Linked DNA regions of Mus musculus: region 1 is linked to region 2. Evidence: chromatin contacts called from public promoter capture Hi-C data. All regions are on one chromosome and are shown on one strand. The core of a region is the stretch at or near the end of the contact, and the rest is flanking DNA. Distances in the headings are between cores, read along the strand shown. Region 1 overlaps Zdhhc17 (zinc finger, DHHC domain containing 17). Region 2 overlaps 1700020G17Rik (RIKEN cDNA 1700020G17 gene).

Region 1 (5,592 bases), core at 147-2,646, 74 kb before region 2:
GGGAGCTCTTGTCTTTAGCTGCATATGTATCAAAAGGTGGCCTAGTCGGCCATCACTGCAAAGAGAGGCCCATTGGACTTGCAAACTTTATATGCCCCAGTACAGGGGAACGCCAGGGCCAAAAAGGGGGAGTGGGTGGGTAGGGGATTGGGGGGGTGGGTATGGGGGACCTTTGGGATAGCATTGAAAATGTAAACAAGGAAAATACCTAATAAAAAAAAAGTGAAAAAAAAATCACCCATATCTTGTAAGCTAGTGTTAGCTCATTTTGTTGATGGGAAAATTTAGGCCTTAGGAGCCCAAGGCTATATAATATAGCTGGTCTTTGGTAAAGGTAGGATTGAAAGCTGTCCAAACCCATAGAGTCATTTGCAGTGGGGTCTTGCTATATAGTATAAACTCACCTGGAGTTCACAGCAATCCTCCTGCTTCAGCTTCCCAAGTGTTAGGGACTTTATTAGTCTTATTTATTTATTTATTTATTTATTTATTTATTTATTACTTAATAAGTCTTTGCTCAATATCTTTTGCTTCATAAAGAAAGTACAATTAATATATCAAGCACACACTTCATACATTACCAAATAAATTACCAACATAAAATCCTATTTTTCATTTTTTGATTTTTGAAACAGGGTCTCTCTAAATAACCTTGGCTGTCCTGGAACTCACAGTGTGGACCAGGCTGGCCTCAAACCCATAGAGATTCACCTGCCTCTGCCTCCCAGATGCTGGGCTTAAAAGCATGTGCCACCACACCCAGCATAAAATACTTTTTAAAAACAGTATAGTTTGGCACTGTAATTACACACAAGCCTATTTACCACACCATCTGGCTTGTTTGGTTTTGAGAAGGTTTTATCTTGTAGTCAGACCTGTTTTGGGATTCTGTCATCAAGGGAGTCCTGCCTCAGCTTCCAAGTGCCTTGGGCTGAAGGCCTGTACTGCTGGGTTCTTTTTTTTTTTAACTTCTTAATTCATTCTCTGATTCCTTTACTCTTCGTAATAGCAACAAGTTAGAAAGTAGTACTCTGCTTTTTCAGCACATTCTGGGCATAAGACCAAGTGCTCTGGTTCCCGAGGTCACGCTGTCATTACAGAAAGGCAGCTGGGGAGAGCTGGCTGGGCTTTCCAGTGTGTTCTTGGATGAGGTCAGCCTTCTGTTGCCAGTCTACAGGCCTTGCTGTGTGTACTTTGGTTTGGGTTTCTGTTGAATCCATTGAACCTTAGCATCAGTGTGTAATGACTAAACGTCAAAAGCAGTAATACTTTTTTTTTACATCAGCATTTATTTTCCTTTATAAAAAAGATCATTTTCTTCTGACCTTTGTAAGGTTGACCTTTAGAAATAAATCTTGTAACCCTGCGGACGTAAGTGCACGCCCAAGGGAAAGATGCCAGCTTTTGGGAGCGGTTCACCTCTAGCCCAGACTCAACAGTGCTTGGCTAGGAGTGAGCGCTCTGGCTCTACTGAAGCTCAGAAATGCATTCAAGAGAAAACGAACAAATAAAAACTACCTTTATTTAAGAAAGAAGGCATTAAGATTGGAAGTTTTCTGGAAGTGGTGGCACACAGTTACTGTCACAGCACTTGGTAGGCTGAGGTAGGGTTGAGAGTTCAAGCCCAGCCTAGGGCATTAGCCTTTTCAGTCTCTGTTTAAGTTTTCTTAGTTTATTGGTAGGTATTGGTTTCTTGGTCTCAGTTTGCTTGCTTATTTCTAGAAGCACCTATTTATCTGTCTTATTGCCTTAGCCTTAAATTGTTATTTGGTAGGATTTATATTTCACTTTTTATTATTACTATTGTGTGTATGATGTGGCAAGTTCCTGCCATGGTGTCTGGTCTGTCGGCTCAGAGGAGCACATTGGGAGTTGGCTTTCTTCTTCCGTGCAGGTTATGTGTGTTGGACTCGGGTGTTTATGTGTGCACGGCACGTGTTTTTACCTTTACCCACTGAGCCATCTCACTAGCCCTCCTATTTAAATCAATTCTGGAACGTTTTCAGTTCGTTCGTTAGGTTTGGTTGTCTTCCAGACTGGATTCTTTGCCTTGTGGCTGCTGTAACTTTTCTCCTTTGATTTTTCTTGAGAGTGTGCTGGTGCAGTTGTTAGGCCATTTCTGTCCATCTTTCATCTCTTCTGTGATTAACCAAAGCGAAGTTACTCAGACTTTGATGTTTTCTCTGATAGATAGGCTTTAGAATAATTGTTGTGTTTTCCTGTCTGCTTTGGTGTCTGGATAATACCACTTTACCATCTGATCTGGCTGTTTACATCTACTAGTGTGTGTGTGTGTGTGTGTGTGCGCGTGTGTGTGTGTATGTGTGCATGGGTGTGTGTGTGTGTGTGTGTGTGTGTGTGTGTGTGTGTTTTGAAGCTCACAGTTAAAAGAGTAAGATAATGCTTTTTGCCAGAAGACTTGGCAGTGTTTTTTTTGATCAGTGCTGGTGCAGAGGTCGATGTGTCACTACGGAGCTGTGTGCTGGGATTGCTTAGCAGGTGCTGATAATGAGTCCCCTTTCTGCTTCTCTTGTATTTGATGTGGTTGTTCAGTGTTCAGATTTTAATCAAACACATGTAGATTATCTCATTCAAGTTGTCTTTGTAACTGTCCTTCATGTAAAATATAAGCAGGTACATGTTCATGACATCTTTCAGCATTCTTTTTTTTTTTTTTCTTTTTTCTTTTTTCTTTTTTCAGAGACAGGGTTTCTCTGTATAGCCCTGGCTGTCCTGGAACTCACTTTGTAGACCAGGCTGGCCTCGAACTCAGAAATCCGCCTGCCTTTGCTTCCTGAGTGCTGGGATTAGAGGCATGCGCCACCACCACCCGGCTTCTTTCAGCATTCTTGTATGTTAGTTATCTCAGCATCACATCTTAAAAATGCTATTGAGTCAACCAGATATTTTCTATTCAGGGCTGTGTTGCTTTAGCAATATTTTTTATAGTTTCTCATTCTTTTATATTTGTAAATGGCCTGGTGCATTTGTTGTAACCCTTGCTATTTTAGGAAAGTTTAAAAATGTTTCCTAAAGCTAAAATGCTTACCTGCTTCCTTGCCTGGCCTCAGCTTGATAGCCTCACCCCTGCATTGTTCAGGGCCCCCTGCTGGGGCGGCACTTCTCAGACTGAGCTAGGTCTGACCATATCCCTGTTGAGCCCTCCCTGGTGAGTCTAGGTTATGTCAAGTGGACAGCTAAAGCTAATCATGGCAGGTATCTCAAGAGTTTTATATCTGTACATATTTATATAGTATATAAAATTTTTAGTGCAAGAAAAAAAGTATGTGTTTAACTTTAAATGTGAAAATAACTTCATTTTGTTAAAAGCAATATTGATCACCTAATCTACCGAGTTTTCTGGTGTTTTTGAGACAGGGTTTCTCTGTATACCCCTGGCTGTCCTGGAACTCACTTTGTAGACCAGGCTGGCCTTGAACTCAGAAATCCGCCTGCCTCTGCCTCCCAAGTGCTGGGATTAAAGGCATGCGCCACCACGCCCGGCTCTGAGTTTTTTAATGTTTGCTGACTTTCAAAGTATTATGTAAGGTGAATTAATAGAAAGTCACATTTTTCCTTTCATACTTAGAAATGGTTATTATGGGAAAGTATAATCGGACTTAGAAAACATACCCTTTTGGCCGATAGATGTTCTTGTGTGGTAAGAGCATGTGCACTATAGCCCCCTGGAAGAGCTTGCCTATTACTGCTGTCTCGGATTCCTTAACTTGGACACATCTCAACTTCCTGTTCATCCACCTCCCCTTCCTTGCCAACAGCGTTGCTCTTTTCTACAATTTTGGAAAGTCTTGGAAATCAGATCCAGGGATTATTAAAGCTACAGAAGAACAAAAGAAAAAGGTGGTGATATACCCAGCTAACTAACTAACCGCCAGTTTCTCGGTAGTTGCAGCAGAGTCAGGGAAGGGCAGGAACTCTTAGAATTGGTGACAGCCCAAGCAGAATTGTGCGGGCCCATATTTTAAGTGGTGTCCGTCCTGGTGCCCTTGTGATGGCACACAGTCACACGCTGTGTGACTGACATCTCTCTCCTTTACAAAGATGCTCTGCTGCTTTTCAGAGGTGAATGTTATATCGGAAACATCTCTCTAGCACTCACCCCAAGGACATGGTTGTTAAATTACCCACTAAACTTGAAACCCAGTCAATTGAGAGTACAGATACCCCACTCCAGTAGCCAAAATACAGTATATGACTGGTGTAGGCATTGTTTTCCTTTGACACGAACTTGAGGCTAAATGTATGTGAAGTTTTTTGTCAGTAGGTAACTGGGCTGGGCATTGCAGATTTGTTAAGTAAGAGCTGTTTTAGCTGAATGCCATATATAATCTTGGCCCTCAGGAGGCAGTAGCAGGAGGACCAGGAAGTGGACCTGTCTGGGCTATGGGAGACCCAATCGCAAGAAACAATAAGAAAACAAAGCCAGAAAGCTCTTTTAAAAAGGAAACAAATCTTAATGAATCATTTCTGTCCACAGTGAACTGACATTAGCAAGTTCTGTGGCCTGCTCCCCGCTGAGGTGGGCTGCATACAAGTTGCTGTGCTGACGGTCCTCAGTTCCTATACGGTAGTGACACAGCACAGGCGAGTCACTCGTAGGTCTTATGTGAGCTTGAAAAGGTTGAGAAGAATGGCATGTTCCTAGTAATAACAAAGGAATTGGTGAGCATTATTCAGTTTTGAGTAAAAAGGTGGCTTTTGGTTTTTAAATCCACAGACGATAGTTGAACTTGCAGAGACTGGAAGTCTGGACCTCAGTATATTCTGCAGTACCTGCTTGGTAATATTCATTATCTTCTCTTATTTCTCTCCTCTTCCTGCTGACGCCATCATAGGACAGAGGGAGTATTGGGTAGAGCACTCCTCACATCCTGTAGTCTGTGGTAGATGAGACAGTGAGGGATGTTTGCATCTGGGCTGTGCCTGTTCCCAGTAGCAGACGCCGACAGCACATCAGAGTCCCACTCACACCGTTCTCATCCTCCTTACCCTTTCAAAATGTGACTCAGTGAAAACTGACAACTACTTAGCAGCAAACGGTTTGGCTATGGTTTAAATTTTTTCTTGAGTTTAAAAGTTCCATAGATTATTCTTCAGACAGATAGTTTTAAATACACTTTGCGTATTTGTCTGGAAGTGTCGGTGCAACTTGGAGTACTATGTCATCACTAAACTGAAAATTGGTTCTTTTCAATCAATGTAAAAATTCTCCAAATCATACATCAAATTAAAGGCATTTAAATTATATACTGCAGGTAAACTAATGTCTTGTTATTAGTACATAATAGTAAATAAATAAAATAATTCACATAACTTAGGATTGTGGGAAGGTTTAGACAGACAGCTCTGTTTTCCATTTATGATTGGAATATGTTTGTGCCTGTCCTTTTCATTTTCTGTCAGAAAAGGGAATTCCCCCTGACAGAAGACAGCTCCCCCTCCATGCTCTTTGTTAAACTCAGTTTTGTTGCTGTTGTTGTCATTTATTTATTTTTTTTGGCAAGTTGCTCAGATTCTTTTGAAGTGGAATTACCTAAAGGAAAATATAACCGAGTGCTACAAGTGGCGGCG
Region 2 (5,483 bases), core at 1,714-4,213:
TCCAGGCCTGCCCCATTGTGGTTGATGGCTACCTCGGACCTTCATTCTTGCTTGCTTCTCTAGCATATCTAATCAGGGTTTGGGTTGAGGGCACTGTCCCTTTTATCAGCCCTGTCAAACGACTCCTCCCTGGTCTGAGCTCTGGTTTATCTCACTCGTTTCTGCTCCTCTGTTTCTGAGGTTGGAGTCACCTTGTGAGCAGACAATCTGCACACATATCCTTATCTCAAGATCTGCTTCAAGAGGATTTTTGAGTGAGGCTAATTTTACTAAGAGGTGATCTACTGGATGGCTAAAATCTGCGGCTCCATCTTTGGATTCCAGATGTAATGGTTAAGCTACACTGCTTGTTTGAATACCTCTAACTAGAGTCAGTATTGGAACATACCCACAGATGTACCTGAGGCAGGGAGAGCTTGTTATTTTAAGTAGGGTGTTAGGAATAGCCTCAGTGGGCACTGGAGGACGGAAAGAGCATTGTCGGAACCTGAAAAAGGTTTCTCAGTAGAGATGAGGACATGTGATCCAGTCCTGGGGAACAGGAGCTGGCCATGTGACAAGGCCAGGTGAGGTAGGCCCTGAAGAATATGCTCAGGGAAACACTAACCGGTGTTCCAAACAGAGACATGATCTCCCTTATGGTGGAGATACAACAGCTTCACCTGTGGGAACCAGTTTATCCAGGGATCTACAAACTCAACTGCTTTCTGCTTTCTAAAGAGAACCAAGTAGGAATCTCTAAGTGTTTTCACTGATACGATGTTTACATTTTATTCCTCACATTGGTGCGGCATTCTGACATTTTTTTTTAAAAAATCTAGTTGGTGTGCAAAATAGTTATATCATCATAACGTTTATTTATCTTGATTTCTTAATAACAAATAATTTGGGGGACCATTTTGTTTATGTTCACTGAGAAATGTAAATTGCATTCATCATTTTTTTTTATTCTAAAGAGATCTGTTGACCGGTAGAAATATTTTACATCAACCATTGTCTCTCTCCTTCAGAGACTAGCCTTTTAAGTTGTATATCTGCAATTATTCTCCTTGTTTGAAATGCATAGTTTGCACCATTAGAATTTACATTTTGATTACTTTCCTTTGTTTTTTAAAATCAAATATCATTTGTTAGCCAAGTATGTAAGAGAATGCTAAAATGAGCCATTTTAGCTAAGAGGTATGCCATGAATATAACATGAAATTTTATATGGAGTTAATTATTCCCCTTCGTGCGTAATTGAGTCAAGATGGCATAAAATTAGTCCTCTGTGTCTTCAGTCAATAGTGCTTTTGTTCAAAGTTTTGAAGATCATTTGAAATATTCACTGAACCATTCGAAGGAGGCGTCCTTCCTTGAATGAGAGCCGACAGTGGGCATAGATGGATATTTATCCATGTTTCAGAAGGCAGGATTCAACCTGTCGCCCACTCTTCTTCAAGTCTTCACCCACCATCCCCTAACTTTCTATTGCTCTTTTTATGCTTCCAGTTCTTTGTCCTTTTTCTCAGCCTCTTCTCTTCCCTCAGACCACCCACCCTTCAAAGCCTATTGCGAGGCACTTTCAATCGGGCTAGAGTCTAGACTACAGGCTGGACAAGTTGTTCTCTCCCGCCCCACCCAATTCTCCAAGGAATTGGGCTAAAGACTAAAGCCACATTTCACAGTGACTGCAGAACTTCCCACTGGAACAAACTGTTTTCTCTTGGCCAGATTTAATGACCCATGAAACCTGAAGTGTGAACTGTTAGGGAGGGATGTAGGAATAATTCCAGTCCTGGGACAGTTGGACATTTCTTTTGATCTTCAGCCTGCTCCTGTCAGTTTGGGGAGGGCAGAGATGGAGGCTGTAAGAACGCAAAGTGAGGATCCAGGCTCTGCTCAGGCCGCTGTATCCGCAGCAGCCCCCTCTGCCCTGCACAGGTCCAGACAGGCACTCTACTAAAACACTGTCCTGGAGCCAGGACATCTTATCTCAGACGTTTATGTAAACATCACATTTCTTGTTCCCTGCCCCCTCCCCTGCATCCTGCAAGAGAATCCCAGAGCCTGGTGGCCACTCCAACCTTTCTCAGCATCAGAAGGAGACAAGCTCTAAGAAGAAGCTTGCTCCTGTACATGTTGGCTGTGGCTGGTTTCCCCAGAGACTCTCTCTGCATGTTGTCTATCTTTGCTGCTCGGGTCTGAGCACTCCTCCGAGTTCTCCATCACACTGTTACTTCTGTCTGTCTTCTTCATGGCACCAAGTCTGCTAATAAACTTCTCACTCCCTAGTAATCTGTCTCAGTGTCCTCTTGAACACCCCACCCCCACCCTAGTCCCCAAATAACTAAGGTCCTTGTGGTTTGTTTTTGTTTTCCCAGCTATAAATGTAAAGCCCAGACAAGGCAGCACTAGGAGATTTTTTTTCTTTTAGTACATAAACAAAGAACAAACTTTATAGCGCATGGTGCTGATTTTAAGTAGAATCTGTTTTTATAGACAAACCTGAAAGGGACACGGTGACTTTTAGGATTTGACTCTGAGGACATTTTGTTGGCAAATACATCTTTGAAACAATTCCGAACCAAATTTAACCAAATCCATACAGTCATTTCTGGCACGCCATTTAGGCTTTGTATTGTTAGTGAAGCAGCAAAATCCATTAAAGAAAAAGCCCTGGTCAAGAGAAGAGACACTGCTCTGGCTGCAGACCCAACATTCCACATTCCAGTGAGGTCAATTCAATTGTCTTCTTAAGGAAGGCAGGCTCGCCTTAAGCCAGGCTAAAGAGATAGGCAGAACAAATTCTCCTTTAATGCCCGCCTATGGCCTGAGTCAGCAAGGCAAGGCTTTTTCTTTTTCCTTTTTTCTGTCTCTGACTTTCAGATCCTGGCCAGAACCTAAGCACACCTTCTCTCATGCTTTGGGCATTTTTACTGTTTCTCTAAAGCTTTCCTCCCCACCACCCCACCGCACTGCTGCTGTATAGTCCTCAGTACCAGCATAAACAGCCCCTTGGCTTCTCAGTTACCCTCCTCTGGGCCACTGCTGAGATCTGCAGCTTGCCTGCCCTGGGAGCTTTACTTTTAAACTCATAAAATTGTCTTTGAGCTTCTGTTTGAATCCATTCTTTTTGTTTGTTTGTTTTGGTTTTGGTTTTTGGTTTTTTGGGACAGGGAAATCCATTCTTAAATCATTTTCCTAATAAAACTAAGAACCTAAAATGGTGGCTTCAGCTTCCCCTGTATCATCAGGTGATGGCGGGAACCCCCCTCAAATTCCAGGAACAGTATTGAGTCACTACCTGTAAAAGATCAAATTCTCTCGGGGAGCTGATAGCGTCGGAGCTTGCTTTGAAATCAAATCTTTGCCCAAAGCGATAGGCGCGCACACAGCTGTTAGCTTTGCCAGGCAGCTAGTCATGGTAACTTGCTCAGCCTAGCAGAGGGTAGGTAAGCCTGCTCCTGCTCTCCAGCAGAATGTGTGGGATACAGGTCCAGCCTATCAGAGCACAGTGACTGAGTGATGAGGGCTCAGGCGCCAACCAGAGGCAATAACACACAAGGACCCATCTACTGAGCCACTGAGGAGGTCTTATGCTTTGCTCTGGGATGTAGTTTGGAGAAATTCCAGAAAGTGTCATCCTACCAGCAGCAGAAGGAGCATGAAGGAGAATAGATGAGAGCGACTGAGAGAAGCAGGGTCAGGCTTGAGTTACAAGAGTAAAAGCTTTGGCTCGTTCTATGCTGAATTGCCTGTCCCCGAAGTGTTCTAAAGTGACTCAACGAATCTAGCATTTATTGGGGCTAGATTTTGTTTGATCCATCTTATCAAAAATAGTCAAAAAGTAACGCAGATGATTTAAAGACAACGTCTATAGGTCCCCTTTAAAAATTCCTAATACATTAGCACAGTCTATAATTTTTTTTCCTCTTAATAAGTTTAGCAGGATTTCTATTTGGTCATTGTTTTTGTTTTATTAGCTTCATAAAAAAAAACTGTCAGCATTTGGTTCTCTGGTGTTTATTTGCAATTTCTTTTATTTTAATTGTTTTATTTACATTCCAAATGTTGCCCCCATCCTTGTCCTTCCTCCAAGAGTTCTTCACTCCATGGCCCTTCCCCTTTGCCTCTGAGAGGGTGCTCACCCCACCTGATTCCCCCTAACTCACCCCCTCATTACATTGCCCTTCCCTGGGGTATCGAGTCTCTACAGGATTAGGTGCATCCTCTTCCACTGAGGCCAGACAAGGCAGTCCTCTGCTACATATGTGCCAGGGGCCATGGACCAGCCCATGTATGTATACTATGGTTGGTGGCTCAGTCTCTGGGAGCTATGAGGGATCCAGGTTGGCTTATACTGTTGTTCTTCTTATGGGGCTTCCATCCCCTTCAGCTCCTATAATCCTTCATAAGGGTCTCCAGCCTCAGTCCAATGGTAGGCTGTGAGATTCTGTACCCGTCTCCATCAGCTGCAGGTCGAGCCTTTCAGAGGACAGCCATTGTAGGCTCCTGTCTGCAAGCACAGCATGGCATCAGTAACAGTGTCAGGGGCTGATGCCCAACCATGGGATGGATCCCAAGTTGGGCTGGTCACAGGATGGCCTTTCCTTCAATCTCTGCTCTGTTTTTATCCCCGTATTTCTTTTAGACAGAAACAATTCTGGGTCAAAAAATTTGAAGGTAGATTGTTGACCCCATCCCTCTACTGGGGCCTTGTCTATCTACTTGAGGTGGTCACTTCAGGGTCCATCTCCCCACTGTGAGGCATTTTGACTGAGGTCATCCCCATCCCATGTTTTTTTTTTTTTTTTTTTTTTGTGTGTGTGTTTTCTAATTTTTATTTTGATTTATTTCTCTCTTCCTGAGATTCCTCACAGTCCTATATGGAAATTTCCAGAAGTTGGTATTTGTAAAGTTACCTGTTTTGTTAATATTCTCCTTCTCAATGAGCCATGGATGGGCAATGTGGTATTATGCTGTTTTGTTGAGAGGGGGTCATGCTGAGGGGTTGTATAAGGTCAGGCATTTTCAGTTTTTTCTGTGTTTGAAAAGCTGTACTTAGGATTCATATACAGTCTGCGCCTGTGTCTGTCAGCTCATGGTCTGTGGATCCAACCACTTGTGAATAGAAATATTTACAAAGAAAATTTATCCCTATTGAGCATATGAACTTTTTCCTCTGTCATTATTTCTCAAATGATACAGTGTGACACTTATTCACGGGGCACATGCATTCTGTTAGGCCTCATAAGGAATCTTGAGGATTCCTTATGAGATGTTAAATTGTGGGAGCAGTTGTGTAGACGATGTTCCCTGTTTTACAGGGGGCAAGCATCCTAGGAGTTTGGATCTTAGGGGGTGGTTTTGGGACAAATCCCCTACAGACACCAAGGGAAGCTGCTCTCAACCACATTAGGTCAAAAGATTTATTGCTACTTCGTTTAAATCGATAATATTCTCATAGCCACTGTCTTGGTTATAGACTGTGAAGAGACATC

Evidence for each region. Capture Hi-C pulls out chosen DNA fragments and counts their contacts.
Region 1: a contact with region 2 is called in a promoter capture Hi-C map of adipose tissue. The contact joins two enhancer-like sites. A contact is called at or near these places in 5 of 39 promoter capture datasets (the 3T3-L1 cell line, the C10 cell line, the HPC-7 cell line and 2 more), 6 of 484 Hi-C or Micro-C datasets (embryonic fibroblasts, liver, nephron progenitors and 1 more), 1 of 115 datasets of contacts at active chromatin or transcription factors (embryonic stem cells) and 2 of 9 other capture datasets (adipose tissue and pancreatic islet).

What each region holds. Positions count from the first base shown.
Region 1 is chr10:110,948,830-110,954,421 of GRCm38.p6, reverse strand. Zdhhc17 (zinc finger, DHHC domain containing 17) reads left to right here. Exons shown (of 17, transcript NM_172554.2): 11 at 3,737-3,861; 12 at 4,739-4,801. Among named protein-coding and RNA genes, the nearest start is that of Csrp2, 31 kb to the right of the region's middle. Within about 2 kb of position 1,396, at least 116 of the 459 cell types and tissues checked have an H3K27ac peak or open chromatin away from gene starts, as enhancers often do. A contact at or near this core is called in adipose tissue and uterus, where this site is marked.
Region 2 is chr10:110,876,056-110,881,538 of GRCm38.p6, reverse strand. The region is part of intron 2 of 1700020G17Rik (RIKEN cDNA 1700020G17 gene); the gene reads left to right. Among named protein-coding and RNA genes, the nearest start is that of Gm22186, 14 kb to the left of the region's middle. Within about 2 kb of position 2,963, at least 72 of the 459 cell types and tissues checked have an H3K27ac peak or open chromatin away from gene starts, as enhancers often do. A contact at or near this core is called in adipose tissue and uterus, where this site is marked.